Linked DNA regions of Sus scrofa: region 1 is linked to region 2. Evidence: chromatin contacts called from public Hi-C data. All regions are on one chromosome and are shown on one strand. The core of a region is the stretch at or near the end of the contact, and the rest is flanking DNA. Distances in the headings are between cores, read along the strand shown.

Evidence for each region. A called contact is a pair of places that touch in the nucleus more often than the background predicts.
Region 1: a contact with region 2 is called in a Hi-C map of embryonic fibroblasts, with 1.7 times the contacts expected there. The contact joins two enhancer-like sites. A contact is called at or near these places in 1 of 47 Hi-C or Micro-C datasets (embryonic fibroblasts) and 1 of 2 datasets of contacts at active chromatin or transcription factors (alveolar macrophages).

What each region holds. Positions count from the first base shown.
Region 1 is chr9:71,075,197-71,080,634 of Sscrofa11.1, reverse strand. All of the region lies in intron 10 of CDK14 (cyclin-dependent kinase 14), which reads right to left. Among named protein-coding and RNA genes, the nearest start is that of FZD1, 270 kb to the left of the region's middle. Within about 2 kb of position 2,299, at least 7 of the 83 cell types and tissues checked have an H3K27ac peak or open chromatin away from gene starts, as enhancers often do. A contact at or near this core is called in embryonic fibroblasts, where this site is marked.
Region 2 is chr9:70,807,084-70,812,662 of Sscrofa11.1, reverse strand. All of the region lies in intron 2 of CDK14 (cyclin-dependent kinase 14), which reads right to left. Among named protein-coding and RNA genes, the nearest start is that of CDK14, 130 kb to the right of the region's middle. Within about 2 kb of position 2,307, at least 5 of the 83 cell types and tissues checked have an H3K27ac peak or open chromatin away from gene starts, as enhancers often do. A contact at or near this core is called in embryonic fibroblasts, where this site is marked.

The DNA.
Region 1 (5,438 bases), core at 1,050-3,549, 270 kb before region 2:
AGATGCCTAATAATTCTTGTTGGAAGAATAATTGAATGGGATGAAAATATGTGATGCTTACTGTAGCATAAAAACCGCAAGCAAATTACCTAGCAATAGGGTAATGTGTTACTACATTTGGGCACACTAATAGAATATTATAGCATAATTAAAATAATATTTTCAAGCATATATTAATGGCTTGGAAATGGCTCCCTATTTAATGTGAAAATAAAGAGAAACTAGATACAAAAACCATACAATTGTTATTAAACTAACTGTGGAATCTAGAAAAGAAAATACCTATTTAACCCTGGTTATCTCTAAATGGTGGTGTTTATTCATTTTCCTAATGCTTTAAAATCTTTCTAACTACTTTATTTTTAAATAAGCTTAACACTCTGAAAAAGATTTGCCACCATGTAAATAACTATGCCTACTGATGAGGCTTGAAAAAAACATGTACAAATTAAAAGATTCATTTTTCCGCGGGGTGGGGGGTAGTATTACAGCCCATCTCCCTCATTTCAATTTTCTAAAATTGACTTTAAAAAAATGTTGCTTTAAAGTTTCCTAGTGGCCTAGCTGTTAAAATATCTGGCATTGTTACTGCTGTGGCTTGGGTTCCTGCTGTGGCACAGGTTCGATCCCTGGCCCAGGAATTTGTGCATGACATGAGCGCAGCCAAAAAAAAAGGTGTTGCTTATTATTTTCAGTATTCTTCACTCCCATATGTGTTGTTTAGTCCTCTACTTGTGTCAGACTTTATATAGTTGAGTTTATCATTATATCATATTACATTAGTTTTACTTTTAACTATTATTCTTTTGTTAAAAACTGTATTGTCTCCTTATTAATTACAGAGAAAATAAAATTTAAAAGTCCTCAATCTATCAAAGTCCAGTCTTCAACATCCAGTCTTAGCTTCCACACACACAAGACAGACTCCTCCTGCCTCCACTCCTGTATCATTGCCCCATGTCCTCCATCTCCCTTACTCCACTTCAAATCTTATACTTTCTCCAATGATTAACAAAAATGTTCTTAGCAATTTTCCCTTTGAACACCCACAGCCCTTATGTATAATCCTGTAATGGCATGCATTTTTAGAATTAAAAAGGTTACAGCTGCAAGACATCATTGAAATCATTTAGTTCAACTCCTCCCTTGCCAGATACAGAAACTACAATCCAATTAGAAAACATGGTGTGTTCAGGGGAAAAAAAAAAAATCTAGAATTAGAATTCAATATTTAACTCTTAACGTCCACTATTTTAAACTCATACAAGATCTCCTACTATTAATGAATCTCTCATCTGCTGATCAATTGCTCAGCAATTCTTCATGACTCATTCTTTATTTATTTTTTTTTTGTCTTTCTGTCTTTTCTAGTGCCACATCCGCAGCATGCGGAGGTTCCCAGGCTAGGGGTCTAATCCGAGGAGCTGTAGCCATCAGCCTATGCCAAAGCCACAACAATGCCAGATCCAAGCCGAATCTGTGACCTAAAACACAGCTCACGGCAACGCTGGATCCTTAATCCACTGAGCAAGGCCAGGGATCAAACCTGCAAACTCATGGTTCCTAGTTGGATTCATTAACCACTGAGCCATGAAGGGAACTCCGTAGTTCTTAAAGGTATATCTCGCCTTCCTATCTTTATTATCCTTGTTTTGTCCAGGGCACACACCATGGCACACAATCCCTGTCCATCTCCACTGTACCCAGTGCTGAGTCTTGAAGAAATATGGTGGAAATCAGCTCAAGCAGCCCAATAATGGGAATGAAGATAAAAATCTATGACAGCAATTGTTCATCCTAATAATGTGGCTGCTGTATCCAACTGGATGGTAACAACCATCAAAGGAGGTGGTGGTTTCTTTGACAGTCTATGTGGCTGTTCTAGCCAATCATGAAACCTCAGAGCAATGGTTTGCATTAGGACCCTGGAAAGAGAGCCAGGATGGGGAGACAAGGACCAGAACGAAGTCTACAGGTTACACCACTAAAGTCAGTTCACTGTAAAACACAGGGGTTTAAGGAGGGATCTAACTCAAGAGCCAGGCTGAGCAGCAGATTTTAAAGTTGCAAGTGGCTCTTTTTTCTCTCTGTCTCTCTCTCTCTCTCTCACACACACCTTCTTTTAAATTCTGAATGACGTATATTAAGAAGAGAAACATTTTAACAGCTGTACCAATCAAATAATGTACATGTTAAGAAATAACTGGTGGATAAAAATTCCATCACAAGCCAGAAGACCCAGGAGACAGGGAAAGGAGGGCCCCTTGTGGTTAATCAACATTCAAAGGCAGGGAGAACTAGGATGAGTCCTCCACACACAATCATGCCAGCCTCTCTATCTGAGATGCTGCACACTGAGCCATGAGCCACATAAACCCAAAAGCATCTGGCAAAGGTCTCAGACAGCTGTGCAAGCACTCTCTGCCATTTGTCCAGCTGTTGAGAAGTGACAGGAGAATGCTCCCAGGGTTCCGTCACGTAGATTTCCTTTTCAATTCAGAAAAGTGTGATTAGAATACAAATTTTTTATTAGTTCTGATTTTGTCACGCTGAATATATATTCACCTGGATGAATACAGCTACAACTTATTTTTGCAGCTAACAGAGGTGAATAGAATACATCATGCCACACTGAAAAATGGATAATGCTTCAGAAATGAAAATAAATCACTCTTTTCCCTTAAGAGCAGAGTTACTGCTTAGAGAAGGTGCCTATTTACCTGGAAACTCAAAATGTCTTGAATATAATTTGACGAAATTCCATCACTTGTCTTCCCTTTTTGTCTATGAGCATCACAATCTCAAGGAAAACGATTTAATAGTGAAATCGAAGACTGCAGCATAGCCAGTTCACCTTACATATATCAACACAGTTATTACATTGCAGAAATGATGGACTTGTTAAAAATGTGAACTGCTCCTTTCCACCAAGGAAGGAAAAAGAAAAAGTAAGGAAAAGAAAACCTTTAAAAGAAAAATAGAAAGGCTCCACTGACTGATCTTTGTTGCTTTCCATATAAAGACTCAGTATGTGGGAGTTAATTATATTAATTATCTTAGATAACAAGCTATTAATTTTGTGCTTCAAAGTTATTAACCACCTTTCTATACAGTTCATAGGCGAATGAATGGCCTTAATCCCTGTATTTAAACACAAAACAAACCAAACAATCCCGTGTTTCATGATTTTTCAAAGTTGATTATCTCCTTGGCAATGCTTTACCAGAGGCCAGATACACAACTGCTACTTTAGAAAGAGTCTCTGGCAGTTTACATGAGAAGCCTGTGAAAATGGACTTAATCACATTTAAACGTCATTCCTCTTCAGACTAGACCTAAAGGGTCACCAAGGAAAAGCATTTTTTCCCAGTGATTCAATTATACTGGGTTAGTAAAATTTCTTCTTCCAATGATTGCACAACTACTGGGAGAGCCTGCTGGTTGAATGTGTCATTTAGTTAACATTGGCAAATTTGAACAATTCAGTAGAGGAAATAAAATATTTAAGATGGTAACATTTACTTTCAAGAGAAGTTTGTAGATACCTCTCTTTTTTGGTCATGTCTAATTCTTCAGGGTAAAACATACATTATTTAATTTTATATATGAGGATCTTCATCTCCTAATTACCAAAGGATATTTTACTTGTAAAAATCATTCTGCATGTAAAAAAAAAAAAACACAAACAAAACAAAACAAAAAACCTACAGTAAATGAAGGAGTTATTACCATTAATCATGATGCTTATCTGCATTTAAGGATCTCTATGCTCTAACAAGAGCAAACAGTAGCTTAGTGTATCAACATTCCCACAGAAGATTTACAGTGATTTATTTCTTTGATTTATTAAAAGTCTAGTCATAGCTCAAAGGTCTCTGAATACCCATAAAATTAGGAAATAAGTGCCATAAAATTGAGAAATAACAGCAAAATCTCCATACAAGAAGCAATCCAACAAGACAGTACCTATTGGACATTGCTTACACTATTTCGCATAGGTTCTATCTTTACATTATAAAAATAATACTGAAAAGTAAAACTTTGCCTAAGCTATATCAATAAACTACGCCTTCATGACACAATATTTTTTGGTACTGTTGCTATAGAATGCACCTCATTTATATAAGCAATTCTTTTTCTTTTAAATTCATCCTTAAACAGCGCATACGTAGGTATATTTCTTTCTATATAATTTACTTTTGAAGTTTTATGATTTCAAATATAGTAAATTAATTATTTTAGCATAAAAAATCAGTAATTTGACAAGGTTATATAAGCATTATAGTTAGCTATCAGATAGAATAGTTAAGAGGACTCTAAAGTTTAAGAAAACTTATATTATCAGAATATATTTAAGTGGCAGTATTATTATTATTATACTTAAGCTTTAAATAAATTAAAAAGACAAATGTTTAAAGGTGTTTTGACATAAAAACCTATATGATGCAAACTATAGCCCATTAAAATTTCCTCTCCTATCACCTTTTTCAATGACACAATAGGTGAACAAGTTTATTGGTTTTTTTTGAGAAAATAACTGTTTAAAGTTATTTAAAATAATCAAATGAAAATAAAAGCTTGATTAGAAAAAAAGGAAAAGAAAATATGTCTATATTACATTGGTGCTAAGGGCCACGAAATATGAATAAAGAGATGTTACTTATTCTTGGATGGAAAAGCTCAATTTTATATCATTTCTTTGTAGTATAATCCATAGGCTCAATGCAATCTCAATGAAATCAGTGAGTTTCACGGGAACAGGGAGAAGGAAGTGTTTCAGGAGTTTAGATGAAGAGAAGGATGTATAAGAACAGTCAATAGATTTATGAAAATTAAATTGTATTCAATTACAAGCTTTCAATTCTAATAATTCTTAACTAATAGGATAACTGTGCAAAGAATGTTTCTGGCAGAACTTTATAATAGTTGAAAACTATAAATAAGCTATCAACATGGAGCTGATTAAACAAATTATATCCATACAATGAAACACCTATCATTAAGAATGATGATAAATTTCTGGATTTATTTTTTCAATGAGAGGTACTTACTGTTGTTAAATAAATATTTTCAAGTGAAAAGAGAAAGTTACAAAACAGTATACAAGATAACAACTTAAGTTTTTCAACATGTGTAGAAATGGAGGCTATCTACTGAAATACTGAAGGTAATTTTCTCTGGGGAGTAGGACAAAGTGGTTTTTCAACTTTTATACTTTTTGACATGGGAATATTCTAGTATAAACATGCATTATTATAATCACAAGATACCATTTTAACATTGTGGGTGGGAATTGATGGGCAATAGTAATCAGGTAAAACTGGAAGGAAGTGGACACAGACAGCCTCTGGGAGAAGAGACCAAGAGGACAACACTTTGAAGAAAGCAAAGTATTAGGGACTCTGCTGTTTGTCCACCTGTGCGAGCACACGTGGATG
Region 2 (5,579 bases), core at 1,058-3,557:
AAGCTGAAGTTCTGAAACATGTATTCATTAAAATATACCATCAAAAAAACCCAGCAATCTTGACACAAAAATAATAAATATATACATATGAACATATATATATTCATAAAATGCTATCAACAAATAATATACATATATGAACATATATATATATTCATAAAATGCTATCAACAAAAATAATATACATATATGAACATATATATATTCATAAAATGCTATCAATAAACTACAGGTTCATTGTGATAGGGAGAATTCTACAATGACATTCAATGCTCTTTTTTGCCTTAGAATAATGCCCTCTCCTTGGGGAGTGAACATGGTGAGAGATCACTTCCATGATTCTTTTATGTGAAATGCCAAATGGGAGATTACCCTTGGTGGGCCTAACCTAATCAGGTGAACCCGCTAAAAGCAGTATTTTCTCTAATTGGCTGAAGAAGAGAAAGTCAGAGGTGTTTACATTTCATGCTGTGAACTGCCTATGGGGGCCACACGGCCGAGAACTGGAGAACTGGGTGGATAGGGAGAAGCCTCTAAGGGCTGAGGGTAGTCACTGCCTGACAATCAACAGGAAAACAGGGACCACTGTCCTACAATCACAAGAACATGAGTTCTCCCAAACACTAGTGAGCCTGTAAAAGGATCCTGAGCCTCAGGTGAGACAACCACAGCCATCACCTTGATTTCAGACTGAGAGCAAAGAAACCAACTATGCCACGCTTAGACTTTGAAACTACAGAGACTGTGAGGTAATAAGCTAGTAAGTATGTGGTGGTAATGTGTTTATTACACAACAATAGAAAACCAATACACTCACTTTACTGAAATTACCTGAAGCACTTTGATATTTGAACAGAATATTCTTAGAAACATTTTGCAGATACCGTTTTCTGTAGCAGGTCCAGAAGAGACAAGCAATGAGTCTTAAGATGCTATCAGTGAATGACCGTATACTGTGAGCTTTCTGCACAACATAACAACACCATGAGCACCGCCACGCCCGTGAACAAGTTCTCCACTTAACTGAATTTATACACAATTTATGCTGATCTCCACTTCGCCTGGGTTTGTGTGAATAATAGCAGGGTCAGGCCTGTTTTGTGCCCGCATCTTCATCCAGGAAAGTAATCTATACTTAAGTTTTCCACCAAGGGCAAAGTGACGGTTCTGGAACAGTTTCAAGTTTCCACGATATTTGGGACAAACAAGTTAAACGTGATCTGGCCATCTCTGTTAACCCACAAGCACAAGAGAAAGCAGAATCTAGACCCTTCCTAAGGATCTGGGGAAATCAAGCCTCACTGACCTCAAGAGCTTGTCAGGCCACTCACCCTAAAGACCCTGAAGTAAAGAGGGAGGGCTTTGGTCTGGAGAAGGATCCGGGCAAGGGGAAGTGAACATGGCACTCACTTCTCCAGCTGCAATTTCTGACAGACGACAGAATACAATTATTGGCATTCACAGGGTACCAGGGAGAAAAGAGTGGGCTGACTGGAGCCATGAAAGAGGGTTCTAGAAGACAGATTATACCCTGGTGCCACTATCCAACGCCCAAGTTTTCATTTGACTCCTTCCACCAACCTGTCAGCAATCTAAAATAAGCATTTCCCTTCCCCAAATGAATCTATTTTTTCTTTCCTCAACAAAATAACTTGTGGCCAGTGCACTAGAAATTCTTGGTGGTAGATACAATCTCATACCATAAGAAAACTAGAGGATAGAAGCAAGATAAGTCAAACTGGGGGGAAAAAAACAGTAGGAACCCATAACCTCCAAAAGGCAGATCTTTCAACCACTCAATGGTAGCCCTCTGATCCACTACTAACTTTCATGTGTGCCCCCAGTGCTCAGATTCTGGCCTATGCTCCAATTTTCCACTATGAAAAAAGAGGACTCCTTGGAAGTAACCTAATTCCAGTTCACAGGGCAGGAAGCACGAAACAGCTGTGAAACATCCAGCTGTTACGAGAAAACTAGAATCCTTTCAAAAATGTCAGGGACAATGCTAGATGGACAAAGGAATCTGCCTACAGGGATTCCTACTGGCCAAACTGTGATTATGTATTTGAGCATCAAAAGCAAAATAAAATTATGGTTAAATGGAACAAGTGAGTTATTGAAAGACCATGAGCCCATTATGATTTTGAGACAGAGAATCAATACAAAGGACAAATGGCAGTTATAATATAAAGAAAGGATGAATTTAACAGAATACATAGTTGGTTTTCACACATGAAATAGTGAGTAAGCCAAACAGTGCTAGAAAAAGAGGGAACTGTACCAAGAATAGGAATGACTGCTCAGGGCTTGAAAAGAGGGTCTATATAGCACACGTGTAGGAAGAACAGCAACGTGGGATGTTCCAATAACAAACCAAGTCAATATAACACAATAATCAACTAAAGGGTGTGTGATGTTGCCTAAGCAACATTCTACAAAGAATTCGTTTGGTGGAGAGGCACCAGATTGCAAAGAAAATGTACGTGAAGTTACTGTGGAAGGCATTTTTGGGAAAGAAGTTCAATTTCAATAACTAAGTGAAGTTTAACCCTTGAACAGAAAATTCAACTTGACTCCCATCCAATGACTCAGATCTGAATCACTTTGGAAAAATCAAGCAAAACCCCAAGCGTCTACAACTCAGAACCTTTAACCTCAGCTATTCTGAGAGGCACTGTTTTCACTTGTGGGTTCGTAAAGATTATCCAATGCCAAGAAAATTCAAGGAACATTATTACTGAAACCCCTGGAAGGAATCTAAATAAGTAGATGTATAATCCCAGGAAGATGGGGAAATAATGTGAAATTAATTAAACCCACACTGGTGGTGTTTTAAATAGGATGAGTGTAAGTATAGGAGCATCATGTGCAATAACCCTATGTGTGCATGTTTTCTTGGGTAAAGCATCTGAAATATGTTAAAAAAATCACACTAAATTAGTATCTGAAATTAAAGGAATTTAATTAAGTCAGTAATCAATGCTTAAGAAGACTGAGACAAATTGGTTTTTAAAATTACATTTTGTGTGTGTGTGTGTGAATACACATACGTATTTATATTTAAAGATGTGGGCACTTGACCAAGCACAAAGGCCACTAGCTGTGAATGTTCCAGGCACAGAAGACTCTTGGGCATACCATACCATCAGCTTCCACTGTCCTTTACGCATAGTTTTGTTAGTGCCCTCAGGATAGGGCACACCAAGCCATTGGCTTCTTCCCGCACCAAGCCATGGACCAAGCCAATCACAGTAAACAGCTGTACTAGCAGTGCTACCTGAAAACAAGAGACATTCCAATATTAAAAGGAAACAGGATGTTTTCTCCGTGATGGCATTTTTCACACTTCCTTGATCCATTTAGAAGCTGAAGTGACAAAATTTACATAAGCAGGGATATCTGATGGTACTTGAGAAGAGATAAAAAAGAAGATATCATCACAAATACCAAAATAAACTTCTGTTATTTTTTTTTCTCCAGTAAATTCAATAGAACTTAGAATTTCAAACATGGTTAGAGATGTACCCACACATTTTGGTGTTCATCTGGATCAATTATTTTGGTTCACGCATCATTAACGGAGGGTCTGTATATTAGCTGGCAGGCTCAAAGTGCAGTGAAAATTGTTAGAAATTCAAACAGTGTTGGAGGCTCCAAAAGTCACAGTTGACCTACAGTTTTAGCTTGGAGCCATGTAAAAGCCAGACAACTGTCTCCCAAACTCACAGCAGTGGATTTGAAGGAACACAACTTAATTCAGTTAAGGTTGGCATTCACTTCAAGCAAATTCATTGTGGGTTGAAAATTGTCCCTTTGAATCAACTGTTTTCTGGTGATTGGCATTTTACTGAGATCAGAGGGTGATCTTCTCTCCTTCTTCCCTCCACACTCTTCATGAAGCCAAACACCAGAAAAAGAATTGGTTTAAGTCATGATCTTTTTATACTCATGGAAAGAATAACTATGAGCAGTCCCATGCAAATCTGAAATCTGCAAAATTCCTGACCCTGAAACAACCTCATTTGTTTTTCCCCTCATCAATTATCCGATGAGGGCCTGATGGCTCTCCCTTCCTCACTACCTTCTCTCAAAATCTGCTCCCAATTAAAAAAAAAAAAAAAAATTATGGTCATTTACAAGGTTTTGAACACTTCAGAGTACTACCTCTCCCAGAATTATTTTTGAACTTGAAGCATTATAGGATAAAAAGGCTCACCCTTTGTAAAAGAAATCTCAACTATCAAGGGCAGATGGACAAGGTAGTTTGGTAGGAGTGGGAAATGAAGGGGACAAGAGTAGGAGGAATTTCTAATGACAGCTGCCTTCATCTCTAGCCTACACCTGCAAGATCTAAAAGAATGTTGTCCTTTCTTTGGGTGTAACCTTCTTTTTTCTTGTGTGTGTGTGTGTGTGTGCACGCACACACACACAGAGGTGACATTATGAATGGCTACATGGAACGAAGAAATAGAATGTATTATCTATATGAATATAGAGGAATATATGCTTGGGTGTAGTTTTTTGTGTGTGGGGGGATGTGACACACCTGGGCATGCAGAAGTTCCCAAGCCAGGGATCAAACCCTCTCCACATCGGTAACCCAAACCTCAGCAATGAAAACGCCAGATCCTTACCCCACCAGGTGAGCCACGAGGGAATCCCTGCTGGAGTTAGTTTTACTTACAGCTATCTTTTATCAGAACCAACATCTTGCCTAAAGTCACCTTCAAAACATTAGCTGATATACAGGCAAATCTGTGGTCCACATTAAGGCAGAATTGAGTGCCTCAGAACAGGTGACTTCAACTCTCTGGGTCTCCGTCTTCACATCTGTAAAAGGACACAGCTGGCATAAAGAGCGCTTCAGCTCTTCCACAGCTGCACTGCTCTAACTCCAGGCAGTACCTACAGGTAAATGATTTTAAATAGAGCAACTGAAGAGACAAGACCAGACACGTGAATTCACTTCTTTGTGCTTCCTTTTCCTTTCCGTCTGCCTCTGGGTTGTAGGCTTTAGAGAGGAGGCAGACAGGTTCACAGCAGGAACCCGCTCCTGAGAGTTCCAACCTCAGCAGACCTGCCTTCACTCTTACCCTGGCGTTGTCTCTCAGTGCTGGTGTCCTGGCCCTTCTGGCCAAGGGATTATTTGTGAGCAGCGTGGGACCGCAGTCATGCTGTAGGACATTTGGTGACCCTGCTTCTGTCTACTAAATGCCAGTCGTGCCCCTCTGGCACTGTCGCCACCAAAAATGCCCTCACGAAGACCTACGTCATTTTTGGACTGTACCTCCTAATTCATCATTTAAATATATGCTGGCTCATGTGACTTCACATCAGCCACTGTGGAATGTGTTTTCACGCATTTAGTTTATCTGCTGAGGTGGGAAGATGCCTTCGTCTTGCTCTGTTTCTCATGTGCTGGTATTTACATGACCAGACTATAAACACCTGAACACAGAAACTGTGCCCTCCATTTCTTTTATGTCCCCAAAGCCCAAAAGACAGCATGAAAATGGGTGCTCTCATTACTCAATATTTACTCAAAGATGATTGTTTTCCTTATTGTAAGCCTTCCCCTT